Linked DNA regions of Mus musculus: all the other regions are linked to region 1. Evidence: chromatin contacts called from public promoter capture Hi-C data. All regions are on one chromosome and are shown on one strand. The core of a region is the stretch at or near the end of the contact, and the rest is flanking DNA. Distances in the headings are between cores, read along the strand shown.

The links. Promoter capture Hi-C pulls out the DNA fragments that hold promoters and counts their contacts.
Region 2: a contact with region 1 is called in a promoter capture Hi-C map of neural stem cells. The contact joins the promoter of Syndig1 here to the promoter of Apmap in region 1. A contact is called at or near these places in 6 of 39 promoter capture datasets (cranial neural crest, hippocampal neurons, liver and 2 more).
Region 3: a promoter capture Hi-C map of hippocampal neurons shows a contact between it and region 1, with 3 times the contacts expected there. The contact joins the enhancer-like site here to the promoter of Apmap in region 1. A contact is called at or near these places in 10 of 39 promoter capture datasets (the 3T3-L1 cell line, 3T3-L1-derived adipocytes, cranial neural crest and 5 more), 1 of 484 Hi-C or Micro-C datasets (myocytes), 3 of 115 datasets of contacts at active chromatin or transcription factors (astrocytes, embryonic forebrain and large pre-B cells) and 2 of 9 other capture datasets (adipose tissue and liver).

Annotation. Positions count from the first base shown.
Region 1 is chr2:150,606,797-150,611,731 of GRCm38.p6, forward strand. Apmap (adipocyte plasma membrane associated protein) reads right to left here and starts at 1,771. Exons shown (of 9, transcript NM_027977.3): 1 at 1,592-1,771. The coding sequence starts at 1,683.
Region 2 is chr2:149,827,716-149,832,357 of GRCm38.p6, forward strand. Syndig1 (synapse differentiation inducing 1) reads left to right here and starts at 3,068. Exons shown (of 4, transcript NM_001085521.2): 1 at 3,068-3,210.
Region 3 is chr2:151,511,580-151,516,358 of GRCm38.p6, forward strand. No RefSeq gene overlaps it. Among named protein-coding and RNA genes, the nearest start is that of Gm52533, 4.6 kb to the right of the region's middle. Within about 2 kb of position 1,557, at least 24 of the 459 cell types and tissues checked have an H3K27ac peak or open chromatin away from gene starts, as enhancers often do. A contact at or near this core is called in hippocampal neurons, where this site is marked.

The DNA.
Region 1 (4,935 bases), core at 521-3,020:
TGGTGCATGCCTTTAGTCCCAGCACTTGGGAGGCAGAGGCAGGCGAATTTCTGAGTTCGAGGCCAGCCTGGTCTACAAAGTGAGTTCCAGGACAGCCAGGGCTATACAGGGAAACCCTGTCTCAAAAAACAAAAAACAAACAAACAAACAAACAAAAAAACCCAACCATTACAGATCACTAAAGATAAAATAACAAACATGTTGACAAACAGCAAATATGTTTACAAATGGCAAAGTCAAAACAGTGTAAGCACAAATGTAAGACATTGGAAAAGATCAGATGGAAAGAGACAGTTTGGTGTCTAATTTGTAGTCATTAAGGAAGAAATCCAACAGAGAACCTTAAAAAAAAAAGATAAATATGCCCCTTTGCCTGTGGGTCACAAGTATCACAGAAGCTGTTCTAAATATCAGGCCAATCTATCAAGAGTCCCCGGGTACCCAGGCTTCAAAACACTTTTCTTCTCCAAGTGCCCAGATAGGGCTCTCCACAGCTCCACCCTTTCCTAGTTCTCCTAGTTCCTGCAGTTAGGTTTGGCCACTCCTTGCTTATCCATTAAAAGACTCACCAACCATTAGCAATTAATTAGCAATACCCACAACAAGCAGGGTGAGCAATTTGTCATAATCTACCCACATTTAGCAAGGTGAGTCCTAGTTAATGAGATCTCAAGGCTACCTAGGATGGCTGGTCTCCCTAATCAAGATCCATACTAGTTAGTACCTTCCTGTTCTTTTACAAACTCCTCTTTCCAAAGCCAAAACATGTTTGTATGTTTATCTTATTACCATTAGTCAAACCGATCATCAGAAGCAAAAACTGTCTCTCATCTAGTATGCACCACATCCCTTCATCACATTGCTGGTGACCAAAGAAATATTTCTAATATTTCTATCATATAAGTTAATTCCACAACTTTGAGGCTGATCTAGATATTCAAAGTACAAAATTCTGGTCACCAAGTTGAAAAGTCAATTTTAAATGTCTTCTAGTACGGTTTAAGGAGCATGCTTCATATGTGGGCTAATAGTGCATTTTGAAAGTCAGAAAGACTGGGGCCCAAAAAAAATTTTTCTTTTTAAGGATTTACTGTCAGTAACTACTGTCCCTATTACAAAAACCTGCAAGGCCGAATTCTCAGAAACACTGCCAACAATGTCAGTCGGTTCTCTACTCCACGCTGAGGAGTACAGACTGCGCGGCGTCAATAGATGCAGGAGGAGGACCTTCGCAGAAAGGAAACCCAGCATCTTTTCTGACTTCTCTTTAAGGAAAGTGAATAACAAGGAACGCGAAAGAATCGGCTGACGGCAGTGGTCAGGTGGCTGTCCCAGGAGTATCAGAGGTTCCAACAAGGACAAGTCGGGAAGATGCGTGCAACTAAAGAAAGGCAAAAGGCGTTGGCTCCAGCGGCTGGGTGGCAAGAAGGGACAGAAAAGGTCCACAGCAGCGTGAGGGAGGACAACCAGGTCCACGCAAGGCCTCGCCCCGCAGATTGTCCTGTCAGCCCGAACCCGGCTCCTGGGTCCAAGCCGGGATAATGAGGAGGGTTCTCTCCCGTGGGATGATCCCAGCCCAGGTCCTGCCTACCTGCCCTCCTTGACCTCCGGGACCTGGCCATCGTCCGTGACGACCTGCGGCCGCAGGGGCCGACGCTGCCGCAGCCCGTCCGCTTCGCTCATTCTGCCGCCTCTCCACTGACACCTCCAACAGCGCCTTGACACTCAGCAACGCGGGTTTCAGAACTACTCCCTGGCGCGAGGAAATGACGTAAACTTAGCGCCGGAGCTGCAATGCAGGCCCCGCCCCCTTTTGGAGATTGGCACAGCAGTAAGGCTCCACCCCCTGGCCCCAGCCTACAGCTGCAGGCAAATGGTGAGGGGGTCCCTCCCTCAGTGAGCCGAGTCTGGATAGTGAGGCTGTAGCGGGTCTTCCTCAAGTCCGAGTGCTGGGCGGTGAAGTCTGCAGTAACAAGCTTGCAAAGAGAAGATGCCACTGATTCTTAACGAAATGTGTTCAATGCAGTAATCCCCGCCTGAACTGTTATCTTTTCTGAAAAGATTCCGCTAAAGTTCAAAATGTGTCCTTTTGGTTAAGATCAGATTTTGACTGCTAGATCGTCAAGTGGTTATACAATAGACATTTGATAAATTTTCTAAAGGGAGTTACCTAAAGACAGGCCCAAGTAGAAAAGACTGCTAATAGCAAAACTTTAGGAATCATGAAGCAACCACCAGGTAGTGCTTCCACGGTATTACAGCGAGTCGGACATACTCCAGGAGGTGAAGTGAGCAGACTGCAGGCAAATCCCTCCTTTCTGGAACTAATGAGAGCCATGACTTCAATACATGTAAATTTTAATACAGTGGTGATTTTAAAGAGAGAAACTTGGTCTAGTGGAAGCATTTAGCCGGTGAAGGAATGTGGGGGTAGGATTGGAAGAGAAAGGGCGGACAGGAGAATTTCAGGCAGCAATAACCAAGTAGGGCATTGGGAAGGATCTCTAGGATATAGGTGCTGGATTTTGTACCTCACTTGGGATTTTACAGAAGCAAACATGCCATTATCTTTTCGGCACTAGATGGCGATAGAATGCCACCTCAATGTTCTTTTTCCTCTCGCTTGAGGGAAGTGGAGATTTCTTAACACAGTTCTGTAGGGATCTCAGGTTATATATAATCCAAGGCTTGGCAACATGGTACTTGATTCCATCATTGAAGACAGACATTATAAAGATAATATCGTGGGTAATTGTAACAACTGCTGTGTGGGTCTGGCGCCTACCTGGAGACCTGAATGGCTTCCCCTTCTGATTGCATGTCTCTGACTTTGTCATGTTACTCCTTGTTTCCTTGTGATACGTTTTTTTTTCTACCTCCACCTAAACCACTTTTATCATCCAGAATCCATCTCAAGAGTCATTGCTGAAAATCTCTCATTAACTCTCCAGAGTATCCCCGTCTGTGGGAGGCTCTGTGAACATTCCTGAGCTGTCACAAGTAGCCAGTTACATCCAGTGCCTGTTACATGGATTATGCGTATCCTATGCCCAGTGTGAAACACATGGGCCAAAACAACCCGGAACACACACACGAAGAATAAAAAAGAGTTGAATACACTGAACTTCCTACATAAAAGGAATTCACCAGACGACCTGTGAGCTCCTCAGTTATGGAAGACTGTTCATGAAATTCAGGGCTAAAGTTAGAAATGGTCTTGGAACGGATCGGTTAGAGTTTGTAAACTAGGAAAGTGTCTGGAAGAGCCAGTGGCCATATCTCTAAAACAAATAAGTCCACAGGGAATTGCTGGGAGATACACTCATGGCCTTATCTTGAAGCACATGAGTCTGAATAAGCTGGGGTTAGAATAGGCTGAGCTTCGATCATTTGTGTTATGCAATATGACTTAGGGGTTTTCTGTTTGCAAGTCACGGTAAAGTCCATTCTGCTTGTTGTATGTGGTCTTAGTGCTCTCTTGTCCCACATCACCCTCCAGCCCTGCAGCCAATCAGCATTACTGTCTCATTGTACCAACTGTTTGCACAAAGAGAAATGGGACTGCCATGCAAGGTTAGCTCAGGTTTCCCAACCTCAGCACTGATAACATTTGGGGCGAGATAATCCTTTGTTGTAGAGGTAAAGTGGCAGTTGTCATGAGTATAGGATATTTTGCACCACCCCTGGGGCCTTTACCCTTTAAATGTCAGTAGCACCCCACCTAGTTTAGTGCTAAAGTTAATCTGGAACACCAAAAATTTGTGAAAAATTTGGTCCTCAGCATGGGTGATACTGGAAGGTAATGGCATTTGTAAGGAGTTGGCCCTACTGGGACACTGGAGGCATGCCTTTGATGAGGGTATGGGAGTTAATCCCTTTTCTCTTTTACTTTTCCCATTTCTCCACATTGGAGTAGCAATTGCTCACCACATACCCCCACCATAATGTACCACCACAGACCCAAAGCAGCCAACTGATCATAGGTTAAAGCCTTTACAATCCTGAGTCACCGTAAACCTTCTATAAATTGATTGCCTCAGTATTTATTATAATGACAAGAGATTAGAAACAAATAATATTTTTTTAATATCTTGAAACATTGCCCAAATGTCCTGCAAGGGACAAAAGGGCCCTTGACTGGGAACCACTGGGTGAGACTACTACACATCCTGGGACTTACGATGCAGCTCACTTTCGCTGAAACGCTCGTCTACACAGACGACATTTATCACAACAAAAATGGGGCCATCCCAGCATGGAAAAAGAAGCACATGATATTATGCAGTCATCTCCCAATGTGGTAAATTAGACAAAATAGAAACAAACCTGAATTTAGTCTTAAGCTTTACCCTCTAATCCCATACTGATTCAATTCTTTATACAGATACTTCCCAAATGCCTGTCAGGTCCTAAGGGTTGTTACAAAACAAAGGTCCTCAGATGTGTCTATATTCATGGTTGTAAATGGGGAGGGAAGATAGAAAACATAGATGACTGTTATAAAGGAGTGGCACAAAGGACAGGCTAGGTATCCTGAGACCTTCAGGGAAAGCTGTGCTGACATAGGAGTAAACCAGCGGAGCATGTGCACCAACTCTGGATAAGTAAGATTCCAGATGAAGAGCTGGGAGGATAGAGAAGGGCAAGAGACAAAGTAGGAGGACTTGAGGGGTCCTGAGGTTGGTGACCAAGGGGTGATAAGCAAGGGTAGGCTTCAGGGTCCACTGATGAATGATGAACCATCTAAAGGGGACAGCAAATGACTAGAAAGTGGAAAGAAGGGCCCAGAGAGAGAACTAAATGGTTAAGCACATTTGCTCTTGTAGAGGGTCCTGGTTCAGTTTCCACCACCCACGTGGCAGTTTACAACTGTCTACAACTCCATTTCCAGGCGATCCAAAACCCTTGTCTAGCCTCTGTGGGCCCCAAGCACAC
Region 2 (4,642 bases), core at 1,818-4,317, 780 kb before region 1:
ACTCTCCAAGTTAATAAGATTTGACTTTAACCAGACAGCCCAACCTTTTGATTCTTAAATCTCCTAAACTCAAGACAAACAACTTAATAACAGATCTTGGAGGGAGAGAAGCAACAGCAAACAAACAAAGCCCTAATTATTGTCATAGCTTTATAATTGGTTGCAATCTTATTTTATCTGCCTTGGTATTTTGATCAACTAGAGAAGGTTAAACATTTCTATTAAAGATGATTTTTGGATGAGAGCTGTTGACACCTAAACACATGGCACAAATCATCCTGATACTTTTAATAATCTTCAATTTTAGAGCTTTTTAGTTAAATACACACTTAGAAGTGGTTTCTATCTAACAAGAAACCAACAACAAAACTCTTAAATCTGTATTCTCCTTATCACGTCCCCTATCTCTGCTATCCAAAGGCTTGACAGCTTGTTCAGCACCTGAGTGACAGTTCCTCACAACACAGGAACTGGCCCCACTCACCTCACAAATCTCTGAGAATTCTGTAATCTCCTCTAAGAGATAAGCATTGTTGAGAAGGTTAGCCAATTTCCTGGAGATTAGCAATTTCTGTGGTGTCCTGTTGTAGCCTGATACATGACAACTCTTCACTGATTTTCTTGAAAACCTTTATTTCACTGCTATATTTTATCAAAATCGCTACAATCACATTCTGAACCACTATGACTTTGCATGTAGGAAAAACTGGCTCACATGTGTGCTGTATTCCAGATTAACTGAGGTATTCTATCCTCTAACAGTAATAGATGAGATCCCTCTTAATACATGATTCTCAACTAGGAAGTGTAAATTTCTTTTAAAACACAATAAAAATCCCAGCTTCAACTGAGAGGCGAACATCCAGTCTACAATTAGAAAGTAACATATTAAGTGGCAAAGTGGATAATGTAGATTAAGAAAAATAAGTCTTTGACATTATCTCAGAAATTCAAACACGCACACCACACACACAGAAACACACATACTATCTATCTATCTATCTATCTATCTATCTATCTATCTATCTATCTATCTACCTACCTATCCAGACAACCAAAGGCTGGAAAATGCTGTCCATCTGTGAATAAATGCCTGTGTTCCTATGCAGACCCAGTAAATCATCCATGGAAAATTTTCGCAATATCTAACACATAGAGGCAGGTCACAGGGACTCAACCCTGGAGGCCATTGTTCTATTTGGAGGTAACACAGAGACAGTTGGGATCCATGGTGAGTCTTAACCCTACATTTGACAAGTTACCTGACTGCAATTTTGGGGGGAAAACTCGCTTTAAAATTCTAGCAGTTGTAAACCAAGCAGATGCTCTGGCAAACCCAAGTGAACCTCTAAGGCAACCTAAAGGCTGACTACCAAGATAGCTTGGCTTAGACACAGAGAATGAATTATAGTTGTAGGTGACCCCGGCAGTTTGGGAGACAAGACTCTCTCAGCCTTTCAAGTCTCCATCTCTTCAATAGACAAACAGCAGTGTTGATTCTGCATCCTGCATGGCTCTAACAATGGATGCTCAGCCTAGCAGTTCACAGGAGAGCAGAGAATGTTCTGTTCAGGAAGGAACCAGAGACCATAAGCTGTTTTACAGAGAGAGGTAAGGCTGACAGTTTCTGTTAATTTAAGAGATACTAAATGGGGGATACTCACAATGTCCTTTTCAGGCTGTCCCAGATAAAAGAGCTGCCTGGAGCTCAGAGCAACCAGTAGAAGAAAGCCAGGTGCCTAGCTGCTGCAGAAGTTGAGAATGAGTGTGATATTTAGATGTAAAGAAGACGTTCAGATGAACCCAAGCAAGGAGCTTCTCTGAACACACCTGGGTCCACTAATCAGCTCAACCTCCTTCCTAAGCCATCCAAATCTGATTTTTTTGTTTTCTATGTACAGCTAAAGGTCCCCAGAAGCCAAGTGCTGCACAGGGCTCCCAGGCAGGATTTGAGCTACCTCCAACTCTGACACTCCAAATTCTACTTGGCTAGATGCGGCAGTTTCTGGGGGCAAAATCTTGGTTTTGAGGCAAGGGGCAGGAATCTATACAAGATAGCTATAGATCCAAGGAACCACTAGGGAATTAGCAATGTTGACTCCCCAGGGAGAAAAAGTTTGGGTTTGGGAGAGCTGAAGCAAGGTGAATTTTCCCTTGTTTTGAAAGGGGGTCATTCAGATAAGACAACTTTTGATCCTCTTTTTGGCGAATTTTCTAATTCCTTCTCTATAAAATCTGTAAGGAAAACACGCCCACTCGAGCATGATTTTCCCCAACGTTTGAAATGTAGATTGTCTTCGTAGGCGGCTCTACTAGGGCTCTCCTCGACCTACTCCAAGCCACCACTCTGCCCCACCCCCAAGGCGTCGTCGGCCCAGTTTCCTTCCACAGCAACTACCATGGGGCCACCCGCAGTGCACCTACAATGGTGTTGGTCCGAGCTACAGGCTTGAGTCCCAGAGTACCGATTTCAGGCTGGTCTCTGTCTTTATTCCTTCTGCTGGTCAGGACGTGGGTCTTTCTCTGAACCTACAGTGTCCAGAGAAACCTTCTGAACCTCAAGTCGACCTGGAGCCTGGGAGGTCTTTTAGGACCAAGGGAAGCCACCGTTTCCACAGTCGGCGGCTAATTCTTGTCCTCCTAGTTCCCAGTGGCAGTCCCCCTTCCCCCATCTCAGTCGCCCCAACGTTTCCAGACACTAGCCCCCGGCCACCCGCCAGCCGCTATCACTGGCGAGGGCACAGCTAGCCTGGAGCAAAGTTAGTGGCCACCTTCGTGTGCTGCCGCTCTCTCTCCCCCTCCTCTTCCTCACGGCCACCTTCTCCCGGGGACCGCGGCCGCATACTCTTGCACACAAGTCGCCAGGCTCCGCGAGACCAAAGAGTGGAACGGCACATCCCGGGTCACCCCTAGTTCAGCCCGCGCCCTTTGTGCTCCTAGGGGCCAAGAGGACCGGGTTCTGGAAGGGTGGCGCCGCAGCCCTGTGTTCGGCTCTCGGGAACTGTGTGCTCGGGGCAGCCCAGGGCGCTGGCAGTGATCCAAGGAGGGGAGCGGCGGGGGAAGCTGCGCGCAGGGGAGGGCAGAGGCGGAGAGCCACGAGCCCAGAAGCAGAGGCGGGCTCCGCACCGCCCCGCGCCCCTCACGCTTCCCGGCTCTCGAGACGCGCGGGCGGCCGCCTGGGCGCACCAGCCGGGTCACCTTGTCCCGGAGGTAAGTCCCGAGCACCAGAGCTGCGCGGGAGGACCCCGGGCCACCGGAGTGGGCGGGTGTGGCGGGCGCGAGAGGATGCCCTGGCGCAGGCGGGTGTCCTGCTCCGCCTCGCAGCGCGCAGACCAGGCGGCGGTGATGGTGTGCCGGCCGCGGTAAGTCCTGAAGGGTCGCAGTGGCCGGACTAGGGAGACACAGTGTCGCCCCGAGAGAGGGGAGATGGCGCCTGACGGGGAAGATGCAGAGAGGACAGGAACTGGTAATACCGGCCCAGGGTGCGACTTGGCGCCTTGCCACCTTGGGTACCCAGGCGGCGTGAAGGGGCTGCTGTGCGACGTCGGTTAGAGCTAGTGCGTCTGTGTCTTGAGTTCGGCAAAGCCAGGCTGCTGGGGGCCAGGCCGGTGTACTGGAACACCTAGATGATACCGACCAGTCCCTGGAGCTACCTAGCTGAGTCCAAGAGGGGCTGGCGAGAAAGGCATCCGCGGAGGTGGCAGTCAGTGAGGTCCACATGGGACAGGAAAGCAAAGGGCCGAGGGGAAAGAGAATGTAGAGTTCCAGAGCATCAGGATTGGGGTGGGTGGGTGCACAATCGGTTACCTGAGCGGAAGACCGGACTTCTAGAACCCTTCACCTCCATCCAAAACGAGACCGGTTTTTATGAGCTGTCCGGTCCCTGGCAGCGCGACAGTCTGCAGCCTCGGAGCCGCCAGTCCTGGCGCCGAGATGGGCGCAAGCAGATGCGATTAAAGGGTTCAGATTCTAATTTTGTTGTCTCTGGGCGTGATTTCTACACTTCATTCGTGTCCTCTCTGTAAATACTGGAGAGAGTGGAGCATCCATGGAGTTGGACACTTTTCTTAAGAAAGAAGGGCTTTGGGCATGTGCCTGTTTTGTTGGACCCTAGCGGTGTGGTGGAGGAACCTTCAGTTGAGCTTTGGGCAAGTAGGATAAGGGTTGGTTGGCTTTACTAAAGGACCACAAGAAGGGGTCTTCTGGTATTCCTCATTTTCTGTGGGGTGTTCTGCTAGCAGAAGCGCAGGCACACGGTGCCTCAGACTTAAGGTGCGCACCACACTCCTGCGGTGTTTGATGTGGAGGTGGCGCCTCTGCGCTGCGGGCAAGAACTGGGTTGCCTGTGTCTTTCATAGTCTCACCAGGGTTTTTGGTGCAGCAAACAGTGGTCTCAGTTTAGCTGTTTGGGGGACGTAGGGGTCTGACAAATACCTAGGGGCTGTTTTTCTGTTTAGAATCAGGCAGCGGGACATGCATCTCTAGGGCCCTCTTCTGCAGAGCCGCGAGGTGGTAACCATCAGGCTGCGAACTGCGCAGACCTGCAGCTTGAGCGGTGTGGGGGATGGAGGGGGGGACGGTGCAGGGGGTAACAACCTCCTAACATATCTCAGAGCCTGTGGATTTTTCTTTGTCAAGGTGT
Region 3 (4,779 bases), core at 307-2,806, 900 kb after region 1:
TAATGCTAGCAGCAGATACACATATGGGAATGAATGTCTTATGTATCTTGAGTGCCTTTAACTGTAGTGGTGGTCACAAGAGTCTGTGGAGAAGCAATTTTATTTGGGTATGTATAGTTAACGTGTAGCTTTGGGACGCAAGTTCTGTTTTACACTTGTTCCCTGCCCTTCGGACCTTTGACTTGCAGCAGCTTCAGGCATATCCCAGCCTGGTGAAGACATCCACCATTGAAGGCATAAAAAGGATAGTAGGGACCTTGGATAGAACCTCTTCTGCCTCCTTTACTGTACTGCTTCCTGCCCTGCCCAGAGCCAGGAGCCAATGTGATACTGTGAGCTACCAAGAAGCATCCTTAGACAGGGTCTTAGAAAACAGTGTTCTCCTGGGGTTGCAACGTCTCCGGCATATTGGTTACACCGGAACCAAAGATCTGGAAAAACAAAATTGGTCATTATAAACAGAACAAGGACAACAGAGTTTGTCCTGCATATTGAGTTGCTTGGAAGGAAGTTGGCAGCACCTCTATTTCTGCACTTCACAGGGCCCAGGTCACACTTGGCAAATGGTAGGGTGCATGGGCAAGGTTCCTGGGACCATGCTCTAATGCCCAGGCTTTCCTACATAATTCAGGCCCCTTCCACTACCTGGTTTTGCCTACATCCTCAATGATTTGCAAAGGGTCCTGGGTTTTCCCCCTGCCTGTGAAGTAAATATGGATGGCAGCTGCTTGAACTTGCCCCAGTTCTGTGCCTGGCCCACAGCCAAAGGAACTGCATAGAATGGGCTCCATGCCCAGGAAGGCTGTTTCCAGCTTCAGGCTTCTGTTCTGGAGGCTCAGGTGGAAACATCTGTCCACCCAGATGGGCTTTCATCAGATACTCTAGGGCTGTTGAACTGAGGGCAGTTCTCCACTGCATCATTGTGGATCATCCTAGCATTGCATGACAAGTAGGGGAATCACTTGAAACTAAGTAGGCTGTGCTTAGCATGCATTACAATGCCTGGACATGTCTTGATCTGTCGGAAGAGTACTTCTTATTCACCAGAGTAAAGGTAAGTTAATTATGATGCCTGTTGTGGGGGATAGGATCCCACTGTTTGCTCTGGCTGGTCTGGAAGTTACTATACCTCCATGTCAGGTTTCATGATGCCTTTTCTAACAAGTGCAGTTCAAGCTTGTTCAAAGAAACATGTTTGATCTTACTACACCAACCAACTCACAAGTAGAGTTATATACATCTCTTCCTCCTTAGAAGATGATTATGGAAGGAAGGAAGGAAGCATGCAGGCAGGGACTGAGCACATTCTTGGCTTTAGATGATACTGCCGCAGTTCCTTCCAGAGTACCACTAGCTGTTTCCTGCCATCAATACAATAGAGCATGCCCCTCTCCGCCAGACTCTTCAGGGTGACTTGGAATTTACTAAGAGCAACTGGTACAAACATAGGCCCCCTGCTGCTCCCTCTTTCTAACCTGCTCTGTTCTAACCACTAGATTCAAGACAGCTACTATCTGAGACCCTTTCTCAGGCCCAAATAAAAGGTCTTCCTTCTTACAAATGGGTGTGGCTCTGTTTTAATGGTCTGACTGTCTTCCTAGCTCCTTTCAGAGAGAGCAAGCCTGAGAAGCAGGGTAGAAAGCACATGGTCGAAGCATCTTACCTGTTCCCAGTCTGAGCCAGATCTTGCACATGATCAATCTCAGTAGCTCTGTCTCCCCCCCCTCCCCCCAATATGGTATTTTTAATAATTTGGGGATTTCACACTTGCTTCCTATCCCCATTCCTCGCAGGTCCACCCTTGATCTGCATACACCCAAATTATTCCAAGTCCAATTTGTGTTTCCCATATACTCATTGGAGCATGCTCAGACTCCCAGTGGCCACCCTTAAAGAGAACTGAGTCCTTCCCCACACGGCAGCAGCCTCTCTGGCACCTGCTGGGCCTCGTGGCTGCTCCAAGGAACCTGGTAGACCCTGTGTCAGTACCTTTATCCCTCGATGCCACCTAGGTGCTACTTGCCATTAGCTCCCTGGCCAGCTTCCTTCATCTCTCATGTGGAGTAAGCAGTAATTCCATGGATCTGCCCTTAACCAACATCATGTCTCACCCAGCAGAGGGCTCCTTTCACCACATTAACCATATGCTATGGCCTGATTCTCTAGTGCCCTGTGTGCATTTGATTGTGCCTGGAAACTCCTAAGGGACCTTGCAGGATCAGCTCCTGCCTACTACTATCAGCTCCCCGACATTCTCTGGCCTGTTTATTTGCTCCTTGCCTGATACAACATATACTGTCCATTTGTGTGTGTGTTTACTTTGGCCCTCACTAGAGCCTAACCTCTACCAAGGCAGGGTGTTTGGTATTCTTCACCCACACCTGGCTATGTTCAGCAGTAGTGGGGCAGATGAAATTGAAATGGAGTTGAGATTCTTATGTAAAGGATACACCCCCACTCACAATCTTCCCAGTAGGCTCTCAGCCAGAGAGGTAGCTTTTTAAAGAACATTGGTTACTCTAGCTTCATTCTGTGCAGATGGTTTAAAAAAAAAATGCAGACTAAAACCAGATGAACTTAGGAGGTGAGACATGCTGTGAAGAGAATGTTTCAGCACCTGGCTTACCAGTTACTGCCTACTGAGAACCTGAGGTTGTTGCCAGGACTTGAGCTACCACAAAGAATGCCAGCTACTGCCATTATTTTCACACTAACTTTGTACTTTACCTCCAATGGAAAAATGGGCAGAACTACATTTGAACCATTCACTGTTGTACTGCAAAGCCAGACTTCATGGTTGTTCTGCTGTGAAAAAGGCCCAAAGGACAGAGGTGGCAGTGATGGCAAGGGAGTATGGAGGAGTCTAGAAGAGAGCACCTGAGAGTTGGGTGGTAAAGGATGCCTGGAGATTGGTTTTTTTGAAAAAGAGGAAGCCACTGGACATGGTAGTACATGCCTTTAATCTCAGTACTCAGAGGCAGAGCAATCTATTGTGAGTTCCAAGACAGCTAGCGCTGTGTAAAGAGACCCTAGAGAGAAAGGGTGAGGGTGGGAAGTAGGCAGAGACAGCTGCAGAGAGTTAGGGTTGGGGGAAGAAACTTTCCCATAAGAGCCAGATCTAGCAGACAGGTGGTGTAGACAGGCAGATTTGGCTTTGAGTTTAGGTTCCATTTTCTGCTAGGTATGACCTTAAAGCAGTCACTTAAGCTTCTGTAGTTTTGTGTATCTCATTCAGTAGAGAAATTATCGTGGTCCCTACACTGAGGGGACTAAAGAGATCTGTGAAATGTTCGACTCTAGGAAGAACTTTCTAATGAGTATAGTTGCCATCTATTGAGCCCTTAGTGTGAGCACTTGGGCAGGCATGACCTCCTTAATTGAATACTTAGGAGGCAAGTGCTTTGATTATATTTATCCAGGGAGAAACTGTGCCTTATAAATATCAGGTACCTTATACAATAAGTAACTGTAGATGCACAGAATTGGAGAGGTGAAACCTTCTCAAGGGCTTATCTGTAATACTAACAGAACTAAGACTGAAACCAAGGATCATCATATACATTTATCCTCATGCCCTCTCTACCCTGAGCAGACCCTTCATGACTCAAGGAGAGTTCCAGCTGAACAGACTATAATGGGGTGCTTAGTGTGACCTTGTGAGACTACGAAGAAACTGGGTCCCTTAGACAAAAGAGGGTCAAGCATCCCTACAGCCCAAGGTAAGGTACTGTCCACACACAGGGCTTGCAAAGAGATTGAAAGGGTTATGTGATATTTCTCATCCCACAACAAGGCCAACTTATTGAAGAGTTTTCTTCAAAGTTGCTGAAAGGCTTTAGGTCTCCAAGGAAGGGGAACAAGATTTCCTTTCCCCTTGGCCAAGAAGTGGGGTCTCCTAGAGACAGCTAGAGAATTTGGAGGTGGTGTCAGTGATAGCTAGGCCTTTGCCTCACACAAACCTAGTATGAGAGAGATGTTGTAGGCACAGAGAGAACTCGGTGCCTAGGAAGGTCTGGACCCCAGGACTCTACAGAGCCTCCCAAGGGTACAGGATAGCCCATAGACAGCTGGCCTGGACTCTAGGGAACTAACTACTCTAGGGACTGAGAAGCCTGTGTGGAAGCCTGACCTTGGATTGAGGAATGGGGAAAAAGCAAGCAGCCAGACAGGAATTTATTTGGCCTTGTCCAAGGGCGTATAGGCACGTGCTCCCAGGACCCTGGACCAAAACCCAAAGAGCCCTCTGTTTTTGGATAGGCTTTCAGAGCACCTGGGCTTCTTATTTCTGGAAGCCATCGGGCCCTTCCTGCCTTTCACCTCTCCTGCGACCAGGACCCTGACACAGTGAACCTATACCTCTAAATGAATACATTCTTCTTTTTTCATTGTTGGATATTTTTGTTATTTTTTGTAGAGGTGTTTTTGTTTTTAATTTATTCACTTCACGGCCAACATAAACCCCCCTCTCCTCTCTCACACACAGATCTTCCTCTCATTCCTCGTCCCTTTCTCCTCTGAAAAGGGAGAGCTCCCACCCCCAACCCTCCCCCTGGGTATCAACCCCACTCCCAGCACATAAAGTCATTGCAGGACTAGTGCATTCTCTCCCACTGAGACCAGGTGAAGCAACCCAGTTAGGGGAACAGGATCCATAGGTAGGCAACAAATTCAGGGACTGCCCCTACTGTCAAGCTGCACATCTGTTACATATGTGTGTGGGGTGGAGAAGCTAAATCCGGCCCATGCTCACTCTTCATTTGGTGGTTTAGTCCAGTTCAG